Regions from separate parts of the Sus scrofa genome. Here all the other regions are linked to region 3. A link is a contact called in public HiChIP or PLAC-seq and promoter capture Hi-C data. All regions are on one chromosome and are shown on one strand. The core of a region is the stretch at or near the end of the contact, and the rest is flanking DNA. Distances in the headings are between cores, read along the strand shown.

The links. Promoter capture Hi-C pulls out the DNA fragments that hold promoters and counts their contacts. HiChIP or PLAC-seq counts read pairs in DNA pulled down with a chosen protein or histone mark.
Region 1: a contact with region 3 is called in a promoter capture Hi-C map of fetal skeletal muscle, with 5 times the contacts expected there. The contact joins the promoter of ATAD1 here to the promoter of RNLS in region 3. A contact is called at or near these places in 1 of 5 promoter capture datasets (fetal skeletal muscle) and 1 of 2 datasets of contacts at active chromatin or transcription factors (alveolar macrophages).
Region 2: an H3K27ac HiChIP or PLAC-seq map of alveolar macrophages shows a contact between it and region 3. The contact joins the promoter of KLLN here to the promoter of RNLS in region 3. A contact is called at or near these places in 1 of 5 promoter capture datasets (fetal skeletal muscle) and 1 of 2 datasets of contacts at active chromatin or transcription factors (alveolar macrophages).

What each region holds. Positions count from the first base shown.
Region 1 is chr14:99,884,192-99,886,956 of Sscrofa11.1, reverse strand. It overlaps ATAD1 (ATPase family AAA domain-containing protein 1), which reads left to right and starts at 1,453. Exons shown (of 12, transcript XR_002338606.1): 1 at 1,453-1,845.
Region 2 is chr14:99,927,486-99,930,287 of Sscrofa11.1, reverse strand. It overlaps KLLN (killin), which reads left to right and starts at 1,401. Exons shown (of 3, transcript XM_021073704.1): 1 at 1,401-1,484; 2 at 1,854-2,042; 3 at 2,045-2,802. The coding sequence starts at 1,401. The coding sequence ends at 2,617. It overlaps PTEN (phosphatase and tensin homolog), which reads right to left and starts at 232. Exons shown (of 9, transcript NM_001143696.1): 1 at 1-232.
Region 3 is chr14:100,603,535-100,606,325 of Sscrofa11.1, reverse strand. It overlaps RNLS (renalase), which reads left to right and starts at 1,373. Exons shown (of 8, transcript XR_002338669.1): 1 at 1,373-1,605; 2 at 2,401-2,506. It overlaps LOC110256749 (a long non-coding RNA gene), which reads right to left and starts at 1,348. Exons shown (of 4, transcript XR_002338671.1): 1 at 1,125-1,348.

The DNA of each region.
Region 1 (2,765 bases), core at 204-2,703, 720 kb after region 3:
CTATCAATTTTTGGGGGGAATTTTTTTTTAATGCTTGTAGACACACAAATATGGACCAAAAGGCATGGATGTAAAACATGAACCACTTATGGTATTAGATTCCATTCTGATTATCAGTTAATCCAAACACAGTTTTTAAACATTCATGCATTCCTGTCATTTCATCCTCACCCTTTAATGTCTTAAGATTTTTTCACTTCATGGTCTTACCTCTTTTACCCAGATTTTAAAATTTAACTGGTATTAAATTATTATTTCAAAGAGGAATATAAAAGTATAGGATTTGAATCAGATCCAGGTCTCAGTTTTGAAGATCTGATTTTTTTCTTCTTCTTTTTTTTCCTGGCCATGCTCCTCACATGCAGGAGTTCCAGGCAGGGATCAAACCCTAGACACAGCAGTGAACCTGAGCCATAGCAGTGACAATGCCAAATTTTTAACTGCTAGGCTGCCAGGGAGCTCCTTGGGTAACTTTTTGCCACTTGTGAGGTGCATGAACTTAGGCAAGTTTCTCTCTTTAAGCTTTACCATTTGCTCACCTATAAATAATAAATAAAAAGTGACTATTCTATTTTATTTATTCATTACTTTTTTTCCTTCTTTTTTCAGCCTCACCCTCAGCAATGGAAGTTCCCAGGCCAGGTACTGAATCCCAGAAGCAGCTGTCACCTATGCCACAGCTACGGCAACCTGGGATCCTTAACCCACTGCGCCACAGTGTAGCTCCATAATGGTTATTTTAGATGATCCGGTGTTTTGAGGAACTTAGGTTAAGGATGTACAAAGAAGCATATTGGCTGACACGCAGTACACATTCAGCAAACTGTAGCTATTATCCTCACTATAGTATCACCCCCTTGTAACAAGGGTAGCATTCACTGAATTCAACAATCGGGCTGCAGAATTTTAGCCTTGAAGGACGCTGCCTAAGGCAGAGAGGCACAAACTGTCTTCCTGGGGAGGGTGGTAAAAGGAACCGTCTCTTTGCTTCATAGTCTCACCGCCATCTGAAGGAAGTGATGCTTCTTATATCTGGGGGCAGTGTCCAATGTCGTCTCACCCCCCCCCCCCTTGCAGTCTGTGTTCAAGAGGCGCTGGCTTTCAGATACGGTCCCTGGGGACCTCTTGTGCCATGTCTCTCACTCTAGAAAGGGGAAGAGGTAAAAGAAAAAGGGAAGTCACCGCAATGCAAAACCTGTTACCAGATGCTCTATTTTGTCCCGACTACCAGCCCTGTCTGGGTGGGCTGCAGAGAAGTTTCGCAGAAAGATTTTCAGGCGCCACCGCAGGTGTTTGCGCAGACGTGGGGAGGAGGGTGAGCTCACCCTAAAAACTGAAAGACAGATGGTAAGGGGTAGGGGGTTGGGCTTGCGCGTCAGCGCTTTGGCTAACAAACGGAATAGCAGCCAGAGGGTTTGCACCCAGGGTAGGGATGTAGGGAGTGAAGGGCGGAAGTAAGGTTCCCGCAGAAGTCAACTTTTTTTTGCGGGGGGAACAGAGCACTTCTTTGCACGTTCATGAAGCCTCCCGGATTTGCCAGAGTTGCAACTGGAGCCCTAGAATACGGTAGGTGACAACCACTTGCCTCAATTCCATCCCTAAGACTCAGCAGCAAAACTCAGGCAGCTCACCCCAGCGTACAGGACACTCGACCTAACTCCAACGGAATTCCCCACTGCTACTGAAATCCGGAAACGCGCCCCCTCCAGGCCATCGGCCGCGGGTGGCGCATGCTCGGTGCGAGGGGGCGGGCCGCGGCTGCCGCCGGAAGCGTTCTTTCCCAGATGGCTTTTGCTTCCTGTGTGCGGCTCTCTGGTTCCTGCGGCCGCTGTTTCTATCCTGGGGGTGAGTAGCGGGTTTTTGCGGGGTGTCGTGGGACAGGCAAAGGGTCTGGCTGAGCACTTTTGGAACTAGCTCGGATCTAAGAAGCCCAGCTGGAAAGGTCACCTCGTCTTCTTCCCATGCCCCACCTTAGTGCCGCCTGCCAGCTTCCTGCAACCTTTGGTATCCAGCAGATTAACCTCCAAGGGCGTCCCGGGCCTCGCTTTGGCTTCCGGCCCAGCCTAGGCCTTCAGGTCTCCGTTAGCACTGCCCCCAAGAGTTACTTAGGACATTTCCAGGGACTCTCTGGAGGCAGTCGGGACCCTGCGTGGGCATGAGGTCGTCCCGGACGACCTCAGAACCGTGGTCCTGGGCAAAGGAGGTCAGAATGAGCCGAGTGTGATTGTCTGCAGGCACTGCTACTACCTAGTACAAAAGTGGAGATGTTACTTCAAGCCTGAACACGCTTTCGCAGAGGATGGTGGTGTTAACTAATAACCTGTCCTGTTTGTGAAGGTTGTCAGGCTTTCATTGTCATAGGCTGAGTTTATAGGGCCTTGGTATCTGGGAAACTGGGATTTCTGGGCTTAAGAAAAACTTTGTAAAACACTGCTGTGAATTAGAGAAATGCTATAGTATACTCTACTCTCGGTTCTTAAACTGTCACTAAACTATTCATTGTCGGGATGGTACGATTTTTAAGATTTTTACCCTGAAATGGAGAATTCTTTAAAGTGAAACTGTTTGGTATCATATTTACCTAACAACTCTGAATTAGTGTTTTGCCATATTTCTTAGTTGTACATGACACCGTCCATGTTTATGTGCAATTTGTGTATTTGTTGATCTATATGTTTATACAAAATTGGAATATAGTCTCTATTGTTTTACGCACATGCAGCTTCTATTATTTTATTTTGCTGTAGGTGTTATTACTGTAACGG
Region 2 (2,802 bases), core at 152-2,651, 680 kb after region 3:
GAGTCTGTGGCTGAAGAAAAAGGAGGAGAGAGATGGCAGAAGCTGCTGGTGGCGGGGCTTCTTCTGCAGGATGGAAATGGCTCTGGACTTGGCGGTAGCTGATGCCCCTCGCTCTGCTGCCGCTTGGCTCTGGACCGCAGCCGGGTAATGGCTGCTGCGGCGGCTGCTGGATGGTTGCAGCGACTGGGCCTGCTTCTCCTCAGCAGCCAGAGATCTGGCAGCGGCGGCAGCGGAATGGGGAGAAGACGAATAATCCTCGGAAAGGCTGCCTCCTCCGGCGGCCTCTGGAGCCCGGGCCAGGGGGGGTGCGGCGGCGGCGGAGGGGAGGTTTAAAACCGGCCCGGGTCCCTGGATGTGCCGCCGCCGCCGCCGCCGTGTTGGAGGCAGTAAGAGGGGAGAGACCAACTCTCCGGCGTTCCCAGCCCTGGAAATGATGACAGGCGACTCCGACCCCCTCCCCGGAGCTGCAGCCGCCGCCGCCGCCGCCGCCGCCGCTTCTCCCCCCCGCTCCAGGAGCGGGAGGTGCCGCCGCCGCTCCTCAGCCGGCTCCCGCCCGAGCCCACGGCTTCCACCGTCCCTTTCAGAAGAAGCCGAGGAAGAGGCTGCACGGTTAGAAAAGAGGACGAAGAGGAGGCGAGAAACGCCGCCGCTGCCGCCGCCGCCGGCCGGCCGGCTCCCCGAGGGCGCTGCCCCCGCGGCTGCTCACAGGCGTTGAGAGGGGCTCTGGGCCGCGGCCGCCGCCGTCTCTCATCTCCTTCGCCTGAGCCCGGTCTCGCCTCACAGCGGCCCAACTCTCAAACTTCCATCATGGCTGCAGCTTCCGAGAGGAGAGAACTGAGCGCAGCCGCGTCCCGGCTCCGAACGGGTATCCTGCCGCAGTGCACAAAGAGTCCCGCCACATCACCGCCCGCCAGCCTGCCCGCCCCCTCCGCCGCCGCGCTAGGGGCAGGGGCGCCTGGGAGCCCGAGGGGAGGCGGGAGGCGGGAGGCGGGCCGGACCGCGCCAGGGGAGAGACGCGCAGGGCAGGGCTGGGGTTTTAGGGAGGGGGCAGAAGCGGCAGCTCTGGTGCGAGCGCCGAGTCCCCAACCTGCTGGCGCCACTGAGCATGCCCAGTATGACTGCCCGGGGCTCGCTCGGGCTTGTTCCGAGGCCCCCTCCTGAAGCTGCACTTGCTGCGGCTGCTTCTGCAGCAACGCAGGGTGGGGGGACGAGCTGAACCATAGCCTGTGCCCAGCAACGCAACCCGAGGCAGAATAGGCTGTTGCGAGCGAGACAGGGGGGTTAAGGTGAAGGCTGAGGCAGGTTCTTTGAGCAGTGTCACTGACGCGAGTCTGAGGTTACCTGTGCACAGGTGGGAAAGACCAGGTGACTGCGCTGGTAGTGTACCGGGAAGCGCAAGGATGGTCCCTACAGCGAGGACACCTCTCCCCTTGCCCCCAGATTTCCCTGGCACGGCCTGCAACCCCCCGTCCTTTTGCACCGCTGTCGGATCACAATCGTTCGCAGGGATTTGACTGCAGCAGCCTCTGCCAAAAAATCCACCTATCCCCCACCCCCACCCGTGTCCTCAAGGTGTCAGTCTTAATACAAAGAATCCCCTATTGTGTCTCTAGTGTGTATCACCTCATCCGGCTCCCTTGCATCGCCCCACCTCCCGCTTCCCCGGCAACCTGGTTCATTTGCCCTAAAATTGAAAGGTCCAGCAGAGCGTGCTGAATATGAACACATCGCCCCTGAATTTCTAGATCCCAAAGGACAAATGTCCAGGTGAAATGAAAGCTGATACCCGACGCTGGGATGCACCCCAGCCCCCTGGAGAGCAGAGAGCATCTCTCCCCTCGGGGTTCCAGTAGGGTTCACCGCGTCGAACTGAGCCAAAGACTCCTCGCCCCGCCCCCTTTTGGGCCGCTGTGAAAACCTGGCTGGCTGGATCGCCCCGGGGCCCGGTTCCGCGCTCCACCACCCGGGCGGAGACTCGGGTTGCTGGGCCGGAGAGTGAAGTACGCGACGGTAGGAAGCTGCAGCCCCGGCGAGTGGGCGGAGCCGAGGAGACCGAGGAGGGTTCAAAAAGAGGTGGAGGGATATACGGGCCACAGTCGGAACTACTTTCAGGGGGAGGTCACGTGTGATCCTAGTTGGGGAACTTTCCAAATTCCCACTCCCATTTGATAACTCCAGAGGCAAGTGTTTCGCTTCTTTTGCCCAGAGGGCTCCCGCCTTTCAGAAGCAGAGGGACCCCAGAGCCTCCTGGGTCTTGGTGGAAAGACAGGTTCAGACGAGCCTCCCGCTGAAGCGCTGTCGGGACTGGAGCCTGAGGAGCTGGTTACACAAGCACCCACATCCAAGCACGTGCCCCCGCCTCCCCTCGCCTTGGTCGCTGCCGTTGATTCTTGCAAATCTTAGAGCGAGACTTCCCAAACTGGTCGCACCCTTCGCCTGCTACCCCCAGAGCAAGCTAGAGGCCGGAAAACTGAGACTCCGCGTTCTAGATTCCCTAGCACCGCGACTTCTCAAACCCTGGGGGTCTGGAGCTAGTACACTACCCCTTAGGGCGAAACTTTCAGGTACTGTATTCTTGGGGCAAAAGGGTATCTCCGGGCAGCAGCCCGCTGCGTGAATTTAACGATGTTGCAACAAACTTTGTCACTGCCTCTGAGCTGGTGAGCGTGCCCCACCTACTGTAGACTCAGCCAAGTGACTTATCTGGTCGGAGAACCTAGTCAATGGCCTTCAGCCCAGAACAAACTTGTCAAGTCTGCTTACTTGGGACTGATAGACCTATCCCGTGAGGGAGCTGATTCA
Region 3 (2,791 bases), core at 124-2,623:
AGATAGGGTTAAGAGGTTAAGATATACAAACTACTATGTACAAAATAAATAAGCAACAAGGATATATAGCACAGGGAAATATAGTCATTATTTTTTAATAATAACTATTTAAATGGAATGTAATCTATAGAAATATTGGATCACTATGTTGTACACCTGAAACTAATATTGTAAACTAACCATATTTCAATAAAAAGTTTATCTAAGATCTTATATGAGTGTTAAACTTTAACCTTTCATATATGCTCCAGAATTTTGTTCACTATTTGTATTTCATCTTGCATCTTTTGAAATTTGTAAATGATTATGTAGTCAGTGTTTTTCTGTTCAGTTCAATTTTTATGCTCAGTTAGGTTTTGTTTTTTTCTGTTTACAAATGTCTCATTGATCTATATCTTCTAGTTCTATTATCTTTGATTAGATACTTGTAATATTAATCTATCACCAGTTTGATGCCTGGTAATTTCTCCCTACTGTGTACATAAAGTAAAATTTCATTTTTTTTAATGTTTTTGTTATAATTGGCTATCACTGTCACCTTTCTTATAGGTCTGATAACTGTTTAGTTTCTCTAGTTTTCCAGGTAATAATTTATCTGCAATTCAGAGTAACTGAATTTTTAATTTTTTAGTAGTTTAGTCTTATCCTTGCTTTTTGTTGTTTCATTGAGAATTTCCACGACAATGTTAAGAAAAAAATACCAAACTAGCAGTAATGGCATGAATCCTTATCTCGCTCACCCTTGTGTCTCTTACATTTGGAATGTGATTTTACATAAAACTTAGTGTTTACTTGAGACTAGTGATCTAAAATTTTCTGATGAACTGAATATCTTTAATTTTCAACAATTTGGAATGCAGACATTTTTTTTTTTTGTCCCGCTTTGGGGTGGAGAAGTTGAGGTTCAAAAAATTTATATCGCTTACACACAGCCTAAAGGTTACTTTAAGCAAAATCTCTTCAAAAATCTTTTTGCTATTTCGTGAATAGTGGCCCTTAAGGCCCTTGAAGAAAGCAGGCTCTGGCACGCTGGTCTGTTCCTCTCCTCCCCACCTTTCAGACTCAGAATATTAAGCTAATGAAGGTTCCACAAGGCAGAGACAGTAAGTAAACCTAGCAGTTACCTTGGATGGGTCCCTTGCTGTAGTCAACACCAGCCCTGTGGAGAGGCGAGGTCTCCCACTCTAACCTACACGATTTAGGTTTTCAGGGGCGAAGTGGGGGCGAGGGTTGGGCGGGAATTCACACCCTGTCTTAGAAACCAGCCCCTGGCCCTCAAAGCAAAGGGAAGACCAAGGTTTGTTGGTCTTCAGAGCTGTTCATCCTTTCAGCCCCGATCGCCTCCTCTCCGCCCCCTGCAGGCAGGCCGGGAAACTGTTCAGGGGCCGGGTCGGGCCAAGAGTGCCGGGTGCAGAGAGCTCTAGCCCGCTGGGCTTCGCCGGTTCCAGAGTGCAGGCCGGCGGGCCTCGCTGCGGACCCCGCGAGCTATGGCCCGGGTGCTGATCGTGGGTGCGGGGCTGACGGGAAGCCTGTGCGCTGCACTGCTGAGGAAGGAGGCGTCCTGTCCTTTACACCTCTCTGTGTGGGACAAGGCGGGGGACTCAGGTGGGTCGTCTCCAGGCCCAAACTAGGGGAAAAGGAAGCCGGCGGGCACCGAGGCTTCCCAGGGGGCGCTGGGCCTCCCTCTGAGTAAGTCTGTGAAGAAAATCCAGCAGCTGGGCGCGCTCCTGGTCACGTGATTGGAGACTTCCGGCTCCCAGGAAGGCCGGAGAGGGGGCGCGGGTGGGGGCGGGGCGGCGACCTCCGCGGGCTGGGGGCGGGGTGGGAATACCCGGCGCCTTAGCGGCGGCCTGCAAGGGCTGGGAAAATTCCTGACTAGAGTTTGCCTAGCCAGCGCCTGCCGCTGTCGCTAATAAATGCACTTTTATCTTGGCCTTGGCAGCTTTCTGCAGGTTAAGAGGGTCCGCACGTGCCCGTAGACTAAGACTTTTGCGGGAGATCCAGTTGACAGAATCCTGTCACTCTCCTGAAACCTGACCGCAGGAGTGAAAGCGTTTGTTGATTCGTTCTGACATTGCATTCATTATTTTGCTTTGTTTCCTCTGTTCATTCATTCCTTTTATTCAAATCAGTAAATAGATGCAGGGGCTGAGCATTGCTGCATTTTTCACGTGTTCTTTAAAAACAGCGACAACTACAACAACAGAAACCTCACAGGGATAGAATTGTCTCTTAGCTATTTACTGACAATGTTAGGTGACAAAGCCTTCAACTTAAAAAAACAAATGCCTTCTACTACAGCTGTAAAATAATCCTCTTGTGGTAACCTGGAGTGAACAGCTTTAATTGCAAAAGGTTCATTCTAACGCACTAAGACGTTTTCCTGGGGATTAATTCAAGGGGGAAGAATGACTACAGCCAGCAGTGCCCATAATCCTCAGAGCACAGTCGACTTGGGTGCCCAGTACATCACCTGCACTCCTCATTTTGCCAAAAAACATCAAAGGTGAGTTAGTTGAAAGGGGTGGAATCAGTCATACTGGTTGTATTATGTAAAAAGATACAAATCATCCATTTTTAACAGGGCTAAACTTTGCCTCCTGTAATGTAGTGAAATGATAATACCATTGCTGATCATATTAGCAGTAAAAGGTTAGCCTGAGTAAAGTGGGAAAACTGTAAAACCTTATACAGTTGTTGAGAAGATCAGATGAGATATTATAGGAAACAGAGTAAGGGCCTAATAAATAGGAGTTACTATGTTGATGTTGAGGGAGAGGACAAAGAGATG